Linked DNA regions of Sus scrofa: region 2 is linked to region 1. A link is a contact called in public Hi-C data. All regions are on one chromosome and are shown on one strand. The core of a region is the stretch at or near the end of the contact, and the rest is flanking DNA. Distances in the headings are between cores, read along the strand shown.

The links. A called contact is a pair of places that touch in the nucleus more often than the background predicts.
Region 2: a contact with region 1 is called in a Hi-C map of liver, with 2.0 times the contacts expected there. The contact joins two enhancer-like sites. A contact is called at or near these places in 16 of 47 Hi-C or Micro-C datasets (alveolar macrophages, blood, embryonic fibroblasts and 8 more) and 2 of 2 datasets of contacts at active chromatin or transcription factors (alveolar macrophages and skeletal muscle).

What each region holds. Positions count from the first base shown.
Region 1 is chr8:3,947,729-3,950,534 of Sscrofa11.1, reverse strand. All of the region lies in intron 11 of KIAA0232, which reads left to right. Among named protein-coding and RNA genes, the nearest start is that of TBC1D14, 30 kb to the right of the region's middle. Within about 2 kb of position 1,369, at least 10 of the 83 cell types and tissues checked have an H3K27ac peak or open chromatin away from gene starts, as enhancers often do. A contact at or near this core is called in liver, where this site is marked.
Region 2 is chr8:4,080,770-4,083,575 of Sscrofa11.1, reverse strand. No RefSeq gene overlaps it. Among named protein-coding and RNA genes, the nearest start is that of BLOC1S4, 14 kb to the left of the region's middle. Within about 2 kb of position 1,360, at least 19 of the 83 cell types and tissues checked have an H3K27ac peak or open chromatin away from gene starts, as enhancers often do. A contact at or near this core is called in liver, where this site is marked.

The DNA.
Region 1 (2,806 bases), core at 120-2,619:
CCCAGGGAGCGCCAGGAGGGAGGGATGTGGCCATGGAACAGGGGGCCCAGGGTCGCAGGACCATCTCCATGGTGGCTTAGGGTGTCGTCCAAGCGCACTGAGTTGGTGCTTTGTCGCTGTGTCACAGGCTGTCTCAGGAGCCTCAGCCAGGTTTTCTGTCATTAGTGAGGAACCGCTTCAGCTCTCAGCTCTGGTGCTTCCCTCTCCAGTCCTTGCAGGGCCTTCTCATGGCTGTCCACACAGAAAGCCCCCTGTCAGTTGCGGGGTGGGAGTTCACGTTGTGGCTCAGCAGGTTAAGAACCTGATGAGTGTCCATGAGGACGCAGGTTGATCCCTGGCCTCGCTCAGTGGGTTAAGGATCAGGTGTGGCCACAAGCTGTGGTGTAGGTCCTGCATTGCTGTGGCTGTGGCATAGGCCTGCAGCTACAGCTCTGATTCCACCCCTAGCCTGGGAACTTCCATGTGCTGTGGGTGCGGCCCTGAAAAGAAAAAAGGTACGTATTTGCAGTCGTGAGATAAATAAGTATTAGGGATGTCGTGTACAGCCTGATAAATGGAATTAACATTGCTCTAAGTTATGTTTCCATATGCTCTAACACTCAGAGAAAGACAACAGTCCCAGAAAAACAAAATAAAATAAAAAAGTAAATTGCAGGATGGCCTGCAGAGAAACTCTCCGTGGATAAATAATGGCAGCCGGGCTTCTGAAGACCTTTAACTCACAACTGTGAGTTAAATCCCTGCACACGCCTTGCAGTCTCGCTGTGAAGCTCGGTTCCTTCAGCCTGCAGGCTGGGCAGTGTGGTCTCAGGAGCAGGGGGGCCCAGGGAGCAGCTGGCTTCTCACCCCCTCAGCACCTGTGCCGGCCGACTCTCATCCCTGCTCCTGAAGCTTCTAGCCCATGCTGCTGCTAGTTGGGCCTTAGCTGGAGCCCCAGCCTCCCTGGGGAGGAGGAGGGAGGAGCGGCCCTTTTTAGGGAGGCCCAGCCCCAGAGCAGTGGGGGGGGCCCATCCCACACCAAAGCCCAGTGCTGCCCGGCAGCCTGCCTTGCTCTGTGTCCACACACGCAGATTGAGCAAATACGCGTCCCTGCCTCATGCCAGGCTCTGTTCCAGGTGCTGTGCAGGTGGCCCTTGTCCCTGACCCGTGATCAGGGACCTGAGGGAATGGGCCACAGGCCACATGACAGCCGGGGCTACCCTACCCGAATGGGGAGACAGGAGCACCGGCCAGGGCAGGAGCAGAAGCCCTTGCTGGGCCCCCGTGTGCCTGGCAGTTCGGGTGGGCGAGGTCAGCCAGGCACAGAGGGCCTTGCAGACTGTGTGCCTGGCGGCTCTGGCCATCTCCGTAGCTCATACGTTGGCTTCAGAGTGCTTGGAAGGCTCCCCGTGTGTGTGTGATTTCAGTCTTAGAGCGAGAGCCCTGCAGGGAGATGGCTTCGATGACGGTTAAGGGCGCAGGAGACAACACTGAGCTGGAATCAGGTACTTCCCTCCCAGCTGCTGGCTCTCGGGCAGTAACCAGACTTTCGGCGACTCCATCATCTGTGTTCATAACAAGAGGCTAAAAGTACCGCCAGGCTCTGGAATTAGACAGATGTCAGCTGGCTCCTGATGACATTCCTTCTTGTGATGTAACTTAGGGCAGATATTGAACCTCCTGGAGTCCTAGTTCCCTCCCCTTTGAAACGGGATCACCATTTGACCTTCCCTTTGGCACTGGCTGCCCCTGATGGCGGAGGGCCCCCAGTCATTCAGCGGGCACTTCCGACCCCTTGCAGCGCCTGCCTGGGGCGGCCTGGAGCGCTGGTACACTGGTGTCAGGGCTCTTCCCCGTTCCTCTGCTGCCTGCCCCTTAGAGCCAAGGTCAGTGGGGCTGATCGGGGTGAAGGCCGGTGGGCCTCAGCGCTGGCTGTGTGTCAGCACCGCCTGATACAGACCCCACCCCAGACCAGGTCCCTCACAATCTCAGTTCGGGCCTGGACTTCCAGACTTTTCTGAAAGCTCCCCAGGTGCTTTGAGTGTGAAGCCAGGGTTGAGAACCATTGGAGTAAATGACTTCTTTTGATTCCTTCTAATTCCAGCTACAGCCCCATCCCCTCCCGCGGGCCACTTACCTGGTCAGACGCCTGGCCCCCTTTTCCTCCCTTTTCCACAATGGTTTAGTTCGCTGCTGAGTTGAGAAAGAGCAAAGAGGACGCTCCCCTGCTTTGTTTTCTGTGCTGCACCTCCTCCTGTCTGAGATCCCTTTTCCGTGTGCTCCGGGAGCACATCTCGTGCCTCTTCTGTCTCCCTGCACACCGCGTCCGTGCTCAGGAGCGCGGGCCTTGGCCGTCTTTATCCTGTGTTCAGGCCTGTCTCTTAGGAGTGCGAGCACCTGTTTGTTGTGAGTGTCTCGTGGTGGGTATATAATAAGAACATGTGGTTTATGATGGCCTGATGGCCTGGGGTTTGTTTTTGCTTTTTTTTTTTTTTTTTTTGACTCCGTGAGCAATCTGTTAAAAAAATTTTTGATTTTCATTTTTTCGTGGGTTTTTTTTTTTTTTTTTTTTTTAAGGGTCACACCTGTGGCATATGGAAGTTCCCAGGCTAGGGGTTGGATCAGAGCTACAGCTGCCTACACCACAGCCACACCAATGCCAGATCCAAGCCATGTCTGTGCCCTACACCCCAGCTCACGGCAGCACCAGATCCTCCCCCACTGAGGGAGGCCAGGGATTGAACCCACATCCTCACGGATACTAGTTGGGCTCATGACCCTCTGAGCCACAGTGGGAACTCCCTGATAGAAGAATTAGTGAGTTGGC
Region 2 (2,806 bases), core at 111-2,610, 130 kb before region 1:
GAGAGGCACTCTCTAGACGGAACAGCGTGTGCACCCCGAGAGAGCCTATGATACAATGGCGTGATCATTGTGCAATTAACGTATGAAAATTCAGCTTGGCGTATTGAATTTGACTTTTTTTTTTTTCCCGTCTTTTTAGGGCCACACCCACAGCATATGGAGGTTCCCAGGCTAGGGGTCCAATTGGAGCTGTAGCCGCCAGTCTACGCCACAGCCACAGCAACACAGGATCCGAGCCGTGTCTGTGACCTACACCACAGCTCACAGCAATGCTGGATCCTTAACCCACTGAGCAAGGCCAGGGATCAAACCTGCAACCTCATGGTTCCTAGTCGGATTCACTAACCACTGAGCCATGACAGGACCTCCAAATTTTACAGTTTTTTAAAGAAAAAAAAAAAAAAAAAGGCTAAGCACGAGATGGGAGTAAGGACCCTGCAGCTGGGGTGTTAGTCTGACTCCCACGAGCCTGTGGAGCCTGGGGCCTCTCATTTTGCGGATGGTTGAATTCAGGCAGTAGGAACCTCTGTGGTTTGAGGCTGGGGTGGGGCAGAGCATCATGGCTGTGGGTTGGAAAAATAATTTTCCAGAAAAGAAAGATAAGTTTGTGAAGAAAAGAAACACTGCTAGCAGAGTGGGCGGACTTCCTGATAGTCAGGGAGAGCAGACCCCCCCGGCACAAGATCCTGTCCGTTTTTATAGCCCAGGGAGAGAAAAGACGTACACCTGCTGATCTGATGGGTAGTTGGGGAAAGGGGGTTCTTACTGGTTGGTTGGGGCGCTTATACAAGGCCCTACAGGGCGGGGTGAGGAGTGGGCTGCATGCCTTTCCCAGGAGGGGTAGGAAGGCGTAGGCGGGGTTGCTCAAGGTGGGGAAGTGATGTTACAATGAGATGGGTGCGGCGATGACAGGAGTCTGGTCATTCTCGTCTGGGCCAGAGGCTTTGAGTTCAGTCTCCTGGAAGAGGCCTTGAAGTCCTACAGACAGGGTGGGGCTCGCAAGCCACTGCAAAGACTGTGGCCTTTATCCTGGGGACCACAGGGGTCATTAATGGCTTTGCCCAAAGAAATCACAGTGACCTTTCACCCTGTGGTCATCCGGTCACCCCGTAGCCACTCAGCAGGTGGCCGGTCCAGTCTGTACCACACTGCCCCCTAGGGACTTCAGAGATCTATAGTGACATCACTGTTGGGGGTGTCACCAGGATGACAGAGCCCGAGGACATAAGCATGTGTTGACCTGCACTCTGTGCTGGAGCCTGCCAAGGCTCAAGGGTTTGCCAGCTGCCCTGGGAGAGGCAGGGTCAGCTCCCTGGGGGGCAATGCAGGTTCTCAGCCCTCGAGCTCCTGGACATCCCGCCTGTGGTCACTAGGGGGCAGTGACGTGCAGCTGAACTGGGATCCCTGGAGCTGAGGGCCTTGAGCAAGTCCTGAGCTTCTGTTTCCTCTTCTGGAAGCTGCAGCGGGACTACGTGGGCTTAACAGGGCAACAAAAATCTCCTGAGAACCTTCTGGGGGCTGACCTAAATCTTTTTTTTTTTTCTTGCTTTTTAGGGCCATGGCATATGGAGGTTCCCAGGCCATGGCATATGGAGGTTCCAGTCGGAGCTACAGCTGCCAGTCTATACCACAGCCACAGCAACACCAGATCTGAGTCATGTCTGCGACCTACACTACAGTTCATGGCAACACCGGATCCTTTACCCACTGAGCAAGGCCAGGGATAGAACCCTCATCCTCATGGTTACTAGCCAGATTTGTTTCCCCTGCGCCATGACGGGAGCTCCCCACCCTAAGTCTTCCTAAGGGACCACAGTCCTATGGACCCTCCTTATGGGGCTCCCACCAAGCAGTGGGACTCCTATGTGCTCCCCCAGACAGAGGGACTATGCGGGGAGGGAGGGAGGCCCCAGGGGACAGACAGCCAGTGGAGGCCCCAGAGGAGCCCACATTCTTGGCCAGCAGAATCTGTAAGCTTAACAGGTGGCTGTTCCAGGCCAGAATCACAGAGTAATTTCTCCATAGCCAGAGTAAGGGGACCTCCCCGGGGGGCAGCTCAGGAGTGGGACGGCCCAGTCACCCATCTGCACTGACAGGGACAGGGCAGGGAAGTGCAAGGGCCTGGAGTCGGGGCAGAGTCCACAGGAGCCTCAGAGGGGGAGAGGACCCACCCCGCCAGGGCAGCAGGGCCAGGCTGGCAGGGCAACCGCAGGGCCCAGCAGGGAGGCTGATCCCAGGGTGCTTGGAGAGCTTGGCGAGGGTACCAAGTCCAAAGTCAGGAAGGCAGGAGGTGAGGGAGATGAGGGGCGGGCCGGCAGCCTTGGAGTTTGTCCCCAGGAAGATCCAACCAAGGGAAATCTGACCAAGAGACTCCCTGGGGACCACACAGGGGCGGGGTGCGGGGCAGCGGCAGAGTGAGGTTACAGCAGCCCCTTAAGCATCGTCGTCGTGGGATCCCCCTTCCCAGGCAGGTGGGTCTGCCTTAGCTGGAGGTTTGGCAGCCCTCCTTCCCTCCCCTCCTCCCCCTCCCCCCTCTCCCCTTTCCCCTTCCCTCCCCTCCCTCCCCCCCCAGGGCTCTGCTCCATTCATGCCCACCAGCCTTCCAGAGACTGACCCCAAGGCCCTGACCCCAGGAAAGAAATGCCCCAGCCTGAGGAGAGGGCACTGTTCTGGTCACTGGCACGGGGCACTTTGAGGGTACCTCTCCCCAACAGCTGCTGTGAGTACACTCACCCTGCGTGTCCTGACCCAGTCGAACTTCTGAAGGCCCTGGAGCAACCAGACCACACCCACACCCCCACACACT